2 separate regions of the Rattus norvegicus genome follow, and region 2 is linked to region 1. Evidence: chromatin contacts called from public Hi-C data. All regions are on one chromosome and are shown on one strand. Each heading gives the region's core, a stretch centred on a gene start, on an enhancer-like site or on the middle of the called end of the contact. The rest is flanking DNA. Distances are from core to core; before and after follow the strand shown. Region 1 has its middle 450 kb from the start of Mpdz. Region 2 holds the start of Nfib (nuclear factor I/B).

What was found. Hi-C and Micro-C count contacts between places; a contact is called where the count stands out from the background.
Region 2: a Hi-C map of psoas muscle shows a contact between it and region 1, with 3 times the contacts expected there. The contact joins the promoter of Nfib here to the enhancer-like site in region 1. A contact is called at or near these places in 1 of 12 Hi-C or Micro-C datasets (psoas muscle) and 1 of 1 datasets of contacts at active chromatin or transcription factors (oligodendrocytes).

The regions. Positions count from the first base shown.
Region 1 is chr5:101,415,900-101,419,223 of GRCr8, forward strand. No RefSeq gene overlaps it. Among named protein-coding and RNA genes, the nearest start is that of Mpdz, 450 kb to the left of the region's middle. Within about 2 kb of position 1,677, at least 3 of the 93 cell types and tissues checked have an H3K27ac peak or open chromatin away from gene starts, as enhancers often do.
Region 2 is chr5:102,018,289-102,021,612 of GRCr8, forward strand. Nfib (nuclear factor I/B) reads right to left here and starts at 1,657. Exons shown (of 12, transcript NM_001398938.1): 1 at 609-1,657. The coding sequence starts at 638.

The sequences.
Region 1 (3,324 bases), core at 427-2,926:
GGTATTCAGTCACAGTTATTATGTAAAGAACATAACATTTGATAGTACAAATATTTAGTCCTACAAGTAGTATAAATCTACTACAAATATTTACTTTTTATAATTTAATTCCAATAGACTATAACTTAACTTTTAGACCCACAGGAATCAGTGGGAAAGGCATAAGGTTAGGCAGTGAAGATTTATTTTGGGGATAGAGAGCTCTACTCTCATAATAAACTTACAAATGGATACTTTTCCAATTCTAACGAGTTTCTCTGCTTTACATGTATTTCTACAGAAGTCTTAGATGCTGGTTCTAAATCCAAGAGATCTAGTGCTAAGCATGTCTAGAAACAGATCTATAAACTCTCTTCTAGAGAATAGACTACTACAAATATTGGCAGCAGTGGCCCATTTCCCTCTCTATTCTAACCTTGAGCATTTATATTTCACACCAAAGTTGTCAATATTATCTTATAATCAGGATTTGATGTCTCTGAGGTCTGTGCCAATCTACTCATCCTTGTGTTTCCAACACTAGCAGCAGCTCCAAGCCAAAAGGGAAAATATGCTCTATTAATATTTATTAAGTGAATAATATATTCAAATGAATATTAAATGTTGGTTATGAAGAACACCTGATTGAATCCTGATAAGAGTATTACACTTGTATACCATTACCATTCCTTACTCAAAGACTATGGCTCTGCCTAAGATCATTGCTGCTTTGTCATTTCCCTGTGTCACAAGTGGTGCATGCTAGACTTTTCAAAAGTTAAGTTTGATTGGTTTGATGAGACTCTAATGAAGGCTCAGCAACAATCTCTTCAAGCAATGAAAGTCCTGGTTTCTGTCATAAGTTCCCAACCACAGTATGAATACTGCTGCTACAGCCAATTTTAAGCCACCAAGGTAACATTAATGGTTTCACAATTCCAGAAAAATGTAGTATTTGGTTCTCACAGGCTGTTCCAACTGGCTTGGGGATACTTGTTTGACTACAAATTTAGAGTTCTTGCCCCTAAGCCAAGGCTGGTTGTCATGTTCCAGTCTTAATGACTGAAGATCCCACCAGTAACGGACTCCAAGACAATCAGCTATTGTAGACACTGCCTGTTGGCAGCTTCTCTCTTCCACCCCACTTTGCAGCTGGTCATATTACCAACAAATCCACTTAGCAGGAATGTTCTTTCTTCCCCTCCTGCTACTTATTTCTGCTTTTAAATGATGAATTAATCAGAATACAGAATGTTGAAGCAAATTACAGTCTTCCAACTTCCCATCTTTAATGTAAAGATATGAAAAACAACTTCTTTTGAGAGTTTTTCAGGAATGACGTCTGTGGGCCATTCAGTTGTCTTGAGGTACAATGACAGTTGATGGCTTGTATTTGTGATCAAATAACTCTGTTGTTATGGTAGTTGTGAGGAGCTGTTTATCTTCAGTGTTTTCAAGCAGAAAGAAAATGTTTAGAAAACCTCCCTAGGTCCCCCAAAGTCTTCTTGGAATTGTTTGGGATGCCTTGGAATGCTAGTGAAATCCACACAGGATGATTACAGGGTGGCTTTCGGCACTGTTAAAAACTCACGTTATCCCCAGAGACACTGCTGTGGAACATGCTGTAACGGGAGTGCAAAGTGCTGGGTCAACCAAATCGATTGTCTCTCTGTGACTTGGGGATTTCTCAGAGCCAGAAATGTTATCCAAGATTCATCCCTGTGACTGAGGAAAATTGCATCAGCTGTTCACAGGACACCAGATCTTAATGCAGCGTCTATTTAAGCAATGAACTGGAGGGCACATGCTGGATTACAGTGACTGGACGCACGTGTGACTGGGTGCAAGGAAATACTGTTTATTCTCTCTGGCTTCCAAACAAATTTAAAAAAAAATGTCTGGGAAGACATCATGTCAGAGAGTAACATAAAGGTCAGGATCAGGAAGAAAGATAGAATTATTCTATGTGGTTTTCTGTACACAGTATATGGGGGCTTGTTCTCACATAGCTCTAGCCATATGCAATTTAGATGCAAAGAATTTGATCAGTGTCTGAAGTAGTAGTTTATGGCTGAAGGTCAAAAGTCTTCCTCCGTGTCTCAGTGATGTTAACTACTTAATTCTCAAGCCTTACAATATCACTAGGATTCTCTTGTTCTTAATTTTCGTGAGTAAAAAAAAAGATGAGGGTTTGTAACACACAGCCATTTCCTGATCTTTGTAAGGTGTCTAGATTTCAGAAAATAATATTAAAATTAAATAGCCTTTGCTTTCTGAAAGTTACTTAAATAGAAACCATTTAAAAGAAAACAAATTATATTCACACTTCTAAAAACTTGCTAATATACAATTTTAGAAAACTCCAATGATATTTTCCTCTCTGGCCTCAGCTACAAAGATTGGGATACAAGTGTAAGGAACACGCATGCTAGACACCCAGATGGCTCGGAAAGTGTTTGATGTCTGTCATCACCGAGGCCAAACACCTGGATGGCTGCATTCATTTTCACTCTCTAGACAGGTGTCTTGAAACCTTGGAAATTAGATTGAATTTGATGCAGTGTAATTCATACAGCTGAATGGGGTGCAGTAAATAGTGAAATGGGAGAAAAAAATTCTTGTACTACCGACTCCTTCCCCATCATGTTCCCTCATAGTTTTTATGTTTAATTGTCATTAAATTGTTACGAGGCATTATATTTATCATATAGATGAGGAAACCATGCTTCAGGAAGTTGAATTATTTATGATTAGCACATATTTTAAGAGTGATAATGCTGATATCTAGAGTTCTTTAATAGAAGAGAGTTATAAGCAAATGCACTCCCATTATAAGAAATAAATGGAGAGCTGAGGAGAGTAGTGTTCCAGAATAAATAAGATAGCACAAAGGTACATGTAACAATGAAACAGATACAAACAGTATTCTTGTTGTTCACTGCAAGGGATTTTTAATCTAGGTGTATTATGGAGTACGGGGCAAGAAAGCCAACCCCGGATAAATGGCTGCTGTTGACAGGTCTCTGGGTTGTGCCTTGCTTTTCCTTGGCTCTGATCACATTAGGAAAACAAACATAATTGCCTCATTAATTATTTGGCTTCTGTGAAGTTAGGAATTTTGAAGTATTTTATAGAAATAACCTAGTTCATCAGAAAAATATATGTAGGATATCATGCAAATATATCGATGATGATTCAATAGGGGTATGAGCTCAAAAATTGGATTTTATAATTTCTTATAAGTATCAGATGGGGTAAATTGCCCTCTAAATACAGCCAAAGGCAAGTTGGCCCAATTCTGCTTTCTCAACAATGGATTCATCTTTGGGTAAATAATGAATCATA
Region 2 (3,324 bases), core at 407-2,906, 600 kb after region 1:
TCCTAAAAGTCCTAAAAATGCACCACAAACAACCCAACTCTTGTCAGCATAAATATATAATAAAGTGAGGTCTCTACAAAGTGTGGGTCACTGTAGAACAGGGTTTTAGGTCCCCAAATACGCAAAGTAATAGGTCCTCTGGACCACCACCTAGACTGGTCTTGTCACCCGCCCACTGCGGGCAGCGGAGTCCAAAGGCGCTCAAGCCAAGCTCTCAGCCCCTTGCCCAAGAGTCCCTCTACAGCTGCTCCCAAGCCGGAGTCCGCCCCACGCGCACCGGCCAGGGAGTAAGGGTGCTGCCACAGCCACCGCCGCCGCGGTCGCCGCAGGCTCCTGCGGGGCTCACGGCCACAGGTCTCGGCCCGGCCCACCCTAGCAACCTCACCCGCCCGTTGCCGGATCTCCCCGCTTGGGCGCTGGGATGGGCGTATAAGGTAGCCGTGGTCCCACGCCGCCCGCACAGCCCACCGCAACTCCTCACTACTTCTCGGGAAGACTAGGGTGTGCCAAGGTTAGGCAAAGCCTTAGAGGGTCTGCAGCACAAGAGCAAGATACAACAAAGGCGTCTGGGGCCAGAGAAAGCTCGAGAAAGCGACCAAGATAAGTACCTGAGTGAGACAGATGGGAGAATACATCATGACTTCGCCTTAAAACGCACTTTCCCGGAGATGCCCAAGAAAATCTTCGAGAAGCAAGGATTTCATCTATTCATTTTACAGTCATCTGAGCCCAGCGGTGCGATCAATCAGGACGGGGCTCTGCGCCGGATCACCGCAACTTCGCAACAAACCCAGTCCTCCTTAAATAGCCAAAGATTCAAGTTCACTCGGCGAGCTAGATTTCCCGGGGTGAAATCCAATCTACACTTTTAACCCTCTTGCGGTCCGCGCGCGCCGGCCGAGCTCTCCGAGGCCGCCGCCGGTGCAGGCTGCTGGTCGCCCGGTTTAGGGGATTTGTTTTCTGTTTTGCAGTTGTTGTTGTTGTTGTTGTTGTTGTTGTTGTTGTTGTTGTTGGGGGCTTGGGGTGCGCGAGAGTTCGGCGTGTGTTGGATTGGGGTGGTGGTGGGTGGTGAAATGCTTTTTTTAAAAAAAGGCGGGGAGGGGGGCGCAGGAGGCCGGGCGGTGGGGAAAGCGAGGAGAATGTGTCACCGCGCTGGGAAAGTTCAAGGTTACCGCCGCCAATACTGCAGCAGGATCCGGGAGTGGCGAACGCAGGCGAAACTTTGCCGCGAGCCGACCATGTGTGTGCGCGAGGGGGAGCGCAAGCGAGTGCGCGCGGGTGGCGGGGCGCGCGCCGGAGAGGGCCGGGTGGGGGTGGGGAGGGGGGAGCAGGGAGAGGCCGGGGTGAGGGAGGGGGCGCAGGCGCGGAGCTCCCGGGCGGAAAAGCCTTTGCTGCGCTCCTGCCCCGCCACACCGCCGCCCGCCCGCCTCGCCCCGCGTCTGACCCGCCGAGCGTGGACTCCGCTGCCGGTGCCGATGCCCACAGCCCACGGAAGGGATCGGAAGGACCTCCTGAAAAAAATCCCAAACGATCGATCCCGCTTGGCTGCAAACTCCTCTTTTCTGTTCTGGGCGCTTTCCCCCTCCCTCTCTCGCTTTCTTTCCTTGAAAAACTTGCAAGTTGAAAGATTCACCGGTTCCACCCTCTGGACCCCGCTCGAGCTCTCTCCAAATCAGACTTAAGGATTGTTTTATTATTTAATTACACAATCACCGCTTTACTCCTCCTCCTCCAGCAAACGCGCGTTCCTTTTGCACCAGCCTCTCCACACCCCCCGCCCCCCACCTTCCTCCTCCTCCCGCGCGCCTCCCCCAGCCCTCGCGTCTCTCCCCCTCATTTGTTAAAGGTATCAGACCGGTGCCACAGTACTGGGACTTTTTTTTTTTTTTTTCAGAAATAGCTCTTCTCTCTGCCACTCTACTTGCACCCCCGAAAACCCGCCCAGGGAGAGGTTATTTCACTGCTCGCTGCAGACGCTCAAGCCTCAAGAACATCCTAAGTGGAGAAGCCCTGAACCGGCCTGGGCCCAAGAAAGAAACGAATGGAAAATTCCCTCACACCCAGGCCGCCCGGAGCTGGGGCTAGGGCGCCGACTCTAGCACCCCAGGCGGCTGGAGGGAGTGAGAGGGCGGAGGCTGGGGCCACAGTGAACTTGGCCTCCTGGAGTTGGAGCGAACCGGGGCGAAGCCGAGGGCGCGGCGGGCAGCCCAGCCCGGAGCCCTCAGTGGCGAGCGGAGAGGGGCGCCGGGGTCCCTGGGGTCCCCCGAGCCTCGCCGCCGCCGCTCGCCCTCCCCCGGCGCCCGGTGCACGTGGCCGCGCTCGGAGCGGGAAGGCCCCGCCACCACCACCGCTCGCCCCTCCTCTCCTCCTCCTGCCGCGCTGGCCGCGTCCCAATCCCCACCCCCAGGGCCCGGGGCGCCGGCGGAAAGCGGCTCCCTTCCCGCGGGGGTGCAAGGCAGGGCGGGGCCGCGGCGCGCCCGAGGCTGCGGGGCGGGAGCGCGCGGGGTGCGTGTGCGGCTGCGGTTCTTCCCCGGCCGCTCCCGCCAGCGCCCCGCCCCGCCCCCCGCCGAGTGAATGAACTTGATTCCCGGGACCTGGGAGGCGGCCGGCCCGCACCCCTATTCGCGCGGGCACTCTCTCCCACACACACCGCCCCCCAAATTCCGGGTTTCCGCTAGGGGTGGGTGGGGAAATGGAGGAATCAAAGGCTGCCCAGACAATGGAGAAAGAAAAGTGAGCGCCCGGGGCTCCGTGTCGCCCTAGCTTGGGGCCGCCGAGCGTTTCCAGGCCCCCCGCGGCCTCCCGCTCCCACCCTGCGCCCCGGACTTTCCCCCCTCAACTTTCTCCAGTCCTCGCACTCCTGACCACCGTGCCCTCCCCCAGCGGACCTGAAAGAACCAGTGACTTTTTCCTTCCCCAAGTGGAAGTTACCCACATCAAGCATTTCACAACGACACATCAAGAAAAGTAGGCAGGTTCAAGTCAACCATGAAATGGTCACTTTTTAACCCCGTCCTGTCCTCATTAGGGAAATGCTCAAACACAGTCCGTTTTCAAAAAGCGCTCTTAATGAGGCGAGCTTGCCAAGTCTACCAGCTGCAGCCCCTGTAAACCAAGAGCCCGGTGAAGAAAGGCGCAGGGGGTGTGGAGGCGGGGAGGGCGGCGGGTCTAGGAGGACAGGTAAAGTCGGGGAAACTGTGAGAACCAGGGGGAGTTAACCCTTTAGGGCACGCGCCACGGGGAGCGGTCCCCTACCCCTGCTAGGCAAATCCTCTAGTTAGCGTTCTGACAACGTTAATTTCCTTTGTACCGGTCATTTCTTCT